Regions from separate parts of the Mus musculus genome. Here region 1 is linked to region 2. Evidence: chromatin contacts called from public Hi-C data. All regions are on one chromosome and are shown on one strand. Each heading gives the region's core, a stretch centred on a gene start, on an enhancer-like site or on the middle of the called end of the contact. The rest is flanking DNA. Distances are from core to core; before and after follow the strand shown. Region 1 overlaps Usp29 (ubiquitin specific peptidase 29). Region 2 holds the start of Zim1 (zinc finger, imprinted 1).

Region 1 (4,672 bases), core at 254-2,753, 81 kb after region 2:
GTAAGTTTACATCAAAGAAGGTACAGGGTATTGACACATCCTGCTCCCCACTCTCTCTTTTAGCTCCTGATGGGGGAATCAGTGAGCATGGCTGTGAACCCCCAACCTGTTCTCAGGAAGGACCCTCAACTCCACCACAAGGGCCTGCTTTTCTCTTCAGAATTTCTACTATGTTGTGCCTTAATGGCACTAGGGACCAGAATCTCCTGTGTTCCCACCATACTGTTGTTTATCTGTCTGCCTGTGCCATTAATACCTCTCCCAACAAACTTCTTAGCCCATAACAATCATTGTCAGTGTCCCCTTGAGAACTTTCACGCCTCAGCAAGAAGCACAGGTCGGGCTCTGGTGACCTTGGCTGGATCATGTGTGTGAGCATCCCAATCCTAGATTCAGCTAAGGACTCAGCTCTGCTGAGCTTTAGGAAATGAGAGCCAGGGAAGAAACTACCTCAGAGGAAAGCCACTAAGCATTTGGCAGGAGAAGAGGACATATGGTGTGGGATCCATCGTAGCTATTCTAAGGAAGGCCTGCTGGGGTATTCAGATGGTGGGATCCTCCTATTCAGCCCCATCGCTGTGTTTTCCCTCTTCTCTCTGATATTTTTGGTGGCACGGCAAATATTTTCTGCCTGCCTCTTTCTATGAAACACTCAGCAAAAGTGGGAGGTGAGCCACAGCTTGTACTTATTTGGGCTTTCCAAACGCGTGGCACGGTTCTGTGTGCTTTGCATCAACTCTCCTACTTGGTCCTCGCCACCCATCCTGGAAGGCCTTTTACATATTTACTATCATGCTCATTTTTACCCAGGAAGACACTAAGGACCAGAAAGGGCTTATAACATGCCTTGGGCACACAGCTAGTTGCCTGTGGGGCTGGGATTGGGGGTGGGGGGAGGCGGGGTCACTGCATAGATTCCAACCTCAGCTAACACCTGCTGTATTGTGTCTCTGAAATTTGATTCATTTTGACAGCTTTCTCATGCAATCCATGATTACGAGGAGGGTAGTCATGTACCCTCCTCGTAAGTGGTGTCTCAAATGGCAGCCATTGTGCATTAAAATCATTTTTTTTCAGTACATGGACAATTTTTTCAGTACATGCTTCACAAAAATGTATGTCTTTCCCAATGTGTGATCATGTAGGACTCTACATGGTAAAATAAATGGCCCCAACAGATTTCACTGCAAGCCTCACCCTGCCGAGGAAGGTTTTTCAGTTAATACACATGGCCAATGCATGGAACAGCAGGGGCCCCTGCTTGGCTTGGAGGACTGAGGATGACAGAGTTCTCAAACCAGTTTCAGCAAGGGTGTGTGTTGGGGGGGAGAATTTCTTGGCTCCAGGAACTGGCTGTCAGGGAGGAGAGGGTGTAGCTGTCCTGGGGTGATGGAATGTAGCCAGCAGCTGTCTCTTCTCTATTTGAGCCTGTACACTGGCAGGGCACTGTCACGCAAAGCTTCCCCATAAGAGCATGGGGATAGATGATCACTCTCAGGTCATTTATCTGTGTGAGGAAGGCCAGCTTCCTTTGCACCTAGAAGAATAGCCTTAGCTGGCCTGCTGTGGGTCATGCACTCCCAAGCCATGGCTAGCCACACAGATTGTGTATTATACTAGGCCGATCTGTGGTGGGGATACAGGTAGAGAGATATGGTCCTGGCAAATCAGGAAGATGGCTAGTTTCTCTAAGGATTAGACAACATAAACGGAACACAAACATCAAGTGCCTTCTAAATGCTGATGCTTAGAGAGTCAAAAGCAGCCACAGAAGCGTCTCCTTCTATGAAGAGTAGTGAATGCAGACACTCACAACTGCCCAAGATGCAGAAAATAAGAGACCCGTCTCAGCCTTAGGTGGCTTCTACCCCCCTCTCTAAGGCTCAGTGAACAACTTCCAGGAGAGGGAGGAGGGGAGCACATCTGAACTGAGAGATAAGAATAAACTGTGAAATGCCATTCTCTGGATTCCACACAACCATTAACTCACAGCGACTGTGAATTCCTGCGCTCTACCCCCACAAGACCAGCTCTGTCAACCATCAGTCAGGGGAGGGGGAGGCCCTCCTTTTATGTCAAAACTACTGACTATTGATAGACTCTGGGATGGGAGTGGGGATCACCATCTTTGGTTGTGTCTCCTCTGCTGAACCTGCCAGACTCCCATAGCTTCAAACCTATAGTCTCACACGTGGCCCTGATTAATCTCAGTGGGTCACAAACAACATAAATAGATATGATGTGACAGATTTGTGGGGAGGGGACAGGGCAGATAGGTTTGATAGAAAGGTTGGGGTTACAAGTACTCAGCTTGCACTACATACATGTTCAAAAGTGCTTTATTTTCCTAACAGTAAACATCTACCTTCCGCATAAAGTCTTATTCTTGTGGGGTCTGGTAGGGGGAGGGGAGAGGGGATGAGGATCTCCTTCAAGGAACAGCTAAGGTTGTTGAGGCCCCAAGTGGAGCATAAGATTGCTAAAAAGGGTAATGGTGTGACTGAGTATTTTGTGAGGTTAGAAACGTACAGAAGTCTAAGGGTCAGAGACAGAGACATCAAACATGCATTCTACCTAGGGTATATAAGCTATAGTGATGGCTGTAAGACAGGGCTCCAGAGGAAGCCACAAAGAGCTATACATTTACCTTGAGCTTGACCCTGGGGGTCCTGGTACATTTTAGGTGGGTATACCAATATAAAGTGTTCACTTAAAAAAAACAATATCACATCTATTTTTTAATTTTGTGTATATTGTCTAGGTGCATGAGCATACAGGACACTAGTGAAAGTCAGAAGACAGCGCGTGGGAGTCAGTTCTCTCTTTCCACCAGGGCTTGAACTTTAGTCCTCAGGCTTGGCAGCAAGTGCCTTTACCTTCAGCCATCTCAATGGCTACCAGTATTTTAAAGACCCACAAAATTACCTTGTGCTTTGGAAGACAACCTCAACCTCTCCACCTTGGTGCTTTTCTTCCCAGCTCCTGTAACAGTCATTAGATCCTCAGAAGTCACTATAGGTGGTTTGGGGATGAGACATACACCCTAGTTTGGACCAAATAAAGAGTATTTCCTTGGATATGCTAGAGACAATTCCTGGAAGTGAATCAGAGCTAGAGATGGACAATGAGAGATTTCTGCTGAACTTTATGAGGAGTCCATATGCAGCTACATCTGTAGTAAACGGCCTCTGGGCTTATCAGTTGTATTTCAGTAATCTTGCTCTGTCTCTCTGTCTCTGTCTCTCTGTCTCTCTCTCTTAATCTCTGTGTCTTTGTGTCTCTGTGTTTGTCTCTCTTTGTTTTGGTGTGTTTTGTGTGTGTTTCTGCATATATGATTGTGTGTGTGTATGTGTGCATGTGTATGCGTATGTGTTTACTTTAGCAATTAAGAGTTTCCATGTCGTAGAGGAAATGGCTCCAGCGGATAGAAGTTAGGCTTGTGTTTTGGAAGTGCCTTTCCTGGGATTGAAGGAAGGGGGAGGGGAAGTTAAGAAAAGTAGCAGTGCGATGCAGAACTCGAGGTGGAGTGAACTACCCATGTAATGGGGGAGATGTGTCACTGTGAAAGGTTATAACATAGATGTGTTTAATTAGGAGACTCAGGGGATGGTGAGATGGCTCAGTGGGTAAAGATGCTTGCTGCCAAGACTGACAACTTGAATTCGGTCCCCAGGACCCACATGGCAGAAGAAGATAACTTGATTTCTGAGAGATGTCCTCTATCTACCACAATTTCACTGTGGTACACACTCTCACATACATACATACATACATACATACATACATACATACATACATACATGAAAGATTAGAAAACAGAAAAGAAGTTGGAGACACATATGAGTAGATATCTGTTTTCATAAAAGCATGGTCTCTGGATATGGAGAATGAAGAAGAGGGAGGGCCAGGGATGGCTTGAATGTTTCCTGTCTGAGAGGCTCAAGGGTCCAAGGCAAGGATTTTATTTGTAATGTCTATTTCATGTATCACTGAAAGAAAAATAAACTCTAATTGGATTAAACAAAACAAGAAGAATTATATCTGTTCAGTACAAGAGCTGCAAAAGATAATGTCAAGATGTGGTCTTTATGTTTCTATCTCTGGGAACTGTTAGCTTCTAATCTGGCCTAACTCTGTCCAAGAAGCAAAGATGGCTACTAGTGTCATTGAGAATGGGTGCTGCCAGCTAAATCATCCCTGAAAACAGTGACTCTATTACAATGTAATCCCACAAACGTTCCAGATCTTTTGATGAGTCAATTCTTGAGATGGTGACTGGCCAGGCCTGGAACAGACTACTTTCCTAGATTGGAAAATGACGTCATTTCCACCTAAACCGTAGGGCTTGAGAGTAGAGGTGATCTGACTCCCCAAGTAAAATATAAAATATTAGGATAGGGGTGGGAAGAAGCAACCATTAGAGAAGGTCGATTCATTGATGACCTACATCAACATGTATAAATTCATTTTGAGAATAATGTGGGGGTACTGTCTTGTGTTGCTTTTCTGACATGGTCTTTCACTATGTAATACATGGTGGCCTCAAAACCATGATACTCCTACATGGACTTATTTAATAATGGGGTTATGTGTATGTACCACCATGCATAGCTTGAGGAGTGAATTTTATAGGAAACCTACAAGATTGTGTGAGGGTTGGTGAGAAGAGACT
Region 2 (4,548 bases), core at 558-3,057:
CTCATCCAGAAACCTTCATACATGCCCTGTGTGGAGCCCCAGAGACCTTCTGAACCCCCCCCCATTGTTCCCTATATAGCCTAACCCCCTTGGAGTCTCTCTAAAATCATCCCTTTAAGGTCCATCAAATCAAGTGACTAACTGGTTCCTCTGACTCCCAGCTTATATGTCTAAAGTCTGGGATCATTTCCTCCTGGTCCATTAGACTAATATGTCACCAGGGCTTCTAGATCCTACTTTGTAATGCCTGGCTCTGTGTCCTGAAGAATACACCACAACGCCCTCCTCTGAGCCAACTCTAGTTTCCCCCATTTCTTATCTTCTCTCCTCTCCTACTGCTGTCTAAAGACGTCCAGAGACTCGGTTGCTCTGTGGCTCAGAAACTCAATTCCCAGTCTGGATCCCTGCTTACCCTTCACCAGGCTCTATAGTCTGCCCTGTTCCCCAAAGCCAGCAGGTACATTCTAGAAAAAAAGCAAAGACACCTCTATTTGGTCCCTTCCACAGCACAGTAGCCACCCCGACACCTCAGTCCTAGAACAGGACATTTGCCTGAATGGGACTTCGGGGCTGTCTTCTGGGCTTGGGTCGAAATTATCCAGGGTTTCATACTGCTCACCGGCCACTAGGTAGGGGAGAAATGCCTGGCCTGGCTGCAACCTTGCCTTGGATATCCACAAGTTTAGCTAATAGCTATCCAGAGAGCATACCAATGTGTTAGTGACCAAACTCATTGATCACCTAGACGAGATGCTATATGCACAAACTATCACCCTTACTTACATATAAGCAAACACATATGAATACTCAAATACACATAAACAACCCAATGGAATAGAATCAATTGCATACAAATCAGTAAGATGCAATTCACGAACTATATACAAACCCAGGCCATGTAAATCCACAGTTGAATTGAGCCCCAACTCCTTCAACCATCCCAACACATTCCCCGCCATACCACAGATACAAATACAACCTAAAATCTGCACAACCTCCCTCTGCCAGGCATACTATGAACTCACAATCTGGGACCAGCTAGCTGGTTCAGCTGGTAAAGGCGATTGCTGCCAAGCCTTATAACTCGAGTTCCATCGCTGGGACCCACATAGTAGGAAAAAACAGGCTGTTGTGAGTTGTCCAAAGACCTACACACACATACAAACACACAAAATTAATTAATTAATTAAATTTAAAAATTCACACTCACAGTGTTATTACATAAAATCTATATTAGTAGATCCACAGAATGAGACACATAGTCGGGCTCAAATACAGACACATTTCCCAACACACAAATACAAGATCATATAATCACACTTGACCACATCAGCACAGTCAGGCAGTTGGGCAAAACTCACAACTACAGCTCATCCGTATACAAAAACAGATACAGTTACAAAGTAGAACACAAGCTCACGCACACCCACATAAGAAGAGAATTCGAGTCTACAGTGTTCAAACAACCCAGCTAGGACCAACTACAACCACACAGGCGAGACAAACTAAGCCACCCATAAACGTAAAGTTGTGGAAGAAAGCTGACACATTGCAGGGACCAAACCCTCCAAATAGGAGTTACACAAATCTCCATAACGTAGCAGAAGTATGTCTAAGAGCTGTGCCACACTATTCCCTCGCACACCCCCTACCCAGACCACTGTCCTCTACAGAGCTGTGATAGGGTGGGGACCCACCCAGCATGCAGACACCCTGCCCTCTCAGTCCTCTCCCGTGTTCTTGCCTCTCGTCCTCGCGCTTGGTTATCCGTCCGTCCGCACTCGCCTCCAGGCACCGCAGCCTGCGGCCACCCGGAGTGGAATGCCGCGGGATGACTTTCAAAACCCAAGTCCCCAGCTCTAGGGCACCGCCCACAGGACTACATGTCCCAGAAGGTCTCACGCCGTCCAGCCTGAGGCTCCAGGCTATGGAGCGCCCAGCACCCGGCACAGCGCGCTGGGACCTGTGGGAAATGTAGTCCCCAGCAAGATGCGCTCGCTATAAGCGTTCCTCAGACGCTCTGCCCTTCTGTGGCTCCACTTCTAGTACTATAGAGAAATTGCGTCTCCTGGTGGAAAAATTTCCTTCGGTAGTAAAATTTCTAAATTGATAGAGGCCGATGGTAGAAAAGGGAAAGATTTTTAAGATTATGTGATGACACGCTGAGGTAGAGTGGTTTGGTTTGGTTTGGGACAGGGTTTCACTATGTAGACCTCAACCTCAGGATCCCCTTGCCCTGAGCTGGGATTACTGGACGGAGTCACCAGCACTCTTCTGTTTTCACTTCTTTGCTTCTAGACCTACTTTACCATTAAAGTCACAGCGTAGACTTGGGGAGCGTCTTAGTCAGGGTTTCTATTCCTGCACAAACATCATGACCAAGAAGCAGTTGAGGAGGAAAGGGTTTATTCACCTTACATTTCCACATTGCTGTTCATCACTGAAGAAGTCAGGACTGGAACTCAAGCAGGTCAGGGAGCAGGAGCTGATGCAGAGGCCATGGAGGGATGTTCTTAACTGGCTTGCTTCCCCTGGCTTGCTCAGCTGCTCTCTTATAGAACCAAGACTACCAGCCCAGAGATGGTCCCACCCACAAGGGGCCTTTCTCCCTTGATCACTAATTCAGAAAAAGCCTTACAGTTGGATCTCATGGAGGCATTTCCTCAACTAAAGCTCCTTTCTCTGTGATAACTCCAGCTGTGTCAAGTTGACACAAAACTAGCCAGTACAGGGAGTATTTCTCAGCTAGTAGAAAGACTCCTCGGCTTCTACAAGTGGTATCCCCTTCACCGCTGATCTGGGCTAAGCTTCCCACTGTTGTACAGGGATTATAGGGTGTTGAGGATTATAGGTATGTCAGGGGGAGAAAAATGTGCCCACTATCCCTGCAGATACATCATTAATGCTTCGTAATATTCACACCCTCTGTTGTAGGGTATGCAATTTCTCTCCTGAAGGTGGAATACAAACTTCCTTATTCCAGGAAGTTTGCTTTAGCCAACAGAATGAAGTGGGTAGCACTGACTCCTAAGTGTCAACGGGTTGTTCACTGATTCTCTTGGTGTGGAGGTTTGAATGAAAATGGCCCCGATAGATTCACAGGAAGTGAATCTTAGAAGGTGTGGCATCACTGGAGCAGGTGTGACCTTGTTGGAGGAACAGCATCATTCCAGCCAGGCTTTGAGGTTTCAGAAACTCAAGCCAGGACTAGTGGCTCATAGTCTCTTCTTGCTGTCTGCAGATCCAGATGTAGAACTCTCAGGTACCTCTCAGCACTATGCCTTGGGTCCCACCGTAATGACAACAGACTAAACCTCTGAACTGTCAGCCAGCCCCAACTAAATGTTTTCCTTTATAAGACTTGCCATGGTCATGGTGTCTCTTCACAGAAACCCTACGGGGTCAATCTGAGGACCCACAGCTGTGGAAGGAGAGAAAAGAGTTCCACAAATTGTTCTCTGACCTCCACAAGGACACATATACACACACACACACTAAACAAACAAACAGAAAGTAATCTCTCACCCTCATTCAGATGGTTAGTGTTGTCAACTTGGCAATATCTAGAATCACTGGGAAGATGGGCAGCCTGTCTGGGTGGGGTGATTATCTTGATTATGTTATCGGAGGTAAGACCCATCATAACTGTGGGTGGAACCATTCTCAGGTCAGGGAGAGAGTGGACTGCATGCATTCAGCACTCTCTGTATCCTCATCGTCATGGCAGTGATATGGCCAGCTGCTTCAGGCTCCTGCTGCTTTGGATTCCCACCCCCATGCTCCTATGATGCTCCCACATACTTGAATTCTGAGATAAAATAAACTCTTTCTCCTTTAAGTTCCTTTGGTCAGAGTAACTGATCACATCAACAGAAAGGGGAACTAAGACTGAAATGCTGTACCCAGAACCTAGGTTAGGTCACCACCAGTTAGCACCAGACATAAGAGCAGGCTCGGTTCACCTGGCTGGTCAAATGTAAGTAGTGTCACCTAGCCAACCTTGAACATATCCCAGTGGTATGAACAAGAAGCACTTGTGTGCCGTTGAAAAGTTTTGTTGTTTGTTTTGAGACAGTTTCTCTATGTAGTCCAGGCTGGTCTCAAATCCAGAGATGCATCTGCCTCTTGAGTGCTGAAATGAAAGGTGTATACTACCATGTCCAGCTAGGTAGATCTATGGCTTAAGGTTCTTTTGTTTTAATGTATATGTGTATGTGTGCCTGAGTATATGTGTATATACCACGTGTACAGGAACCTGCGGAGGCTAGAAGATGGCGTTGAATCACCTGGAACTGGAGTTAGATGGCTGTGAATCACCCCTTATTATCACAACTATAGTTAACCCCTACATGAAATGTGAAGGTCTGCGGTAAGCTCATGATTATTAGTATGAGGCTGGCATATGTTGAGGGGGAGGAAGAATGTTGTAGAAGTCTCTGCTCCATTGAGGCTGCAACATTGCCCTCTCTGTAGTAAAAGTGACTTTATTGTGACCAACCACTGTGACACCAGATGTCTGACTGGAGGTGGGCAGAGTACCAATCTTGG

The links. Hi-C and Micro-C count contacts between places; a contact is called where the count stands out from the background.
Region 1: a Hi-C map of myocytes shows a contact between it and region 2, with 3 times the contacts expected there. The contact joins the enhancer-like site here to the promoter of Zim1 in region 2. A contact is called at or near these places in 6 of 484 Hi-C or Micro-C datasets (the Patski cell line, muscle stem cells, myocytes and 1 more), 1 of 115 datasets of contacts at active chromatin or transcription factors (embryonic stem cells) and 2 of 9 other capture datasets (adipose tissue and pancreatic islet).

What each region holds. Positions count from the first base shown.
Region 1 is chr7:6,775,933-6,780,604 of GRCm38.p6, forward strand. The region is part of intron 2 of Usp29 (ubiquitin specific peptidase 29); the gene reads left to right. Among named protein-coding and RNA genes, the nearest start is that of Mir3099, 25 kb to the right of the region's middle. Within about 2 kb of position 1,504, at least 67 of the 459 cell types and tissues checked have an H3K27ac peak or open chromatin away from gene starts, as enhancers often do. A contact at or near this core is called in muscle stem cells and myocytes, where this site is marked.
Region 2 is chr7:6,694,625-6,699,172 of GRCm38.p6, forward strand. It overlaps Zim1 (zinc finger, imprinted 1), which reads right to left and starts at 1,808. Exons shown (of 8, transcript NM_011769.4): 1 at 1,745-1,808; 2 at 1,026-1,148.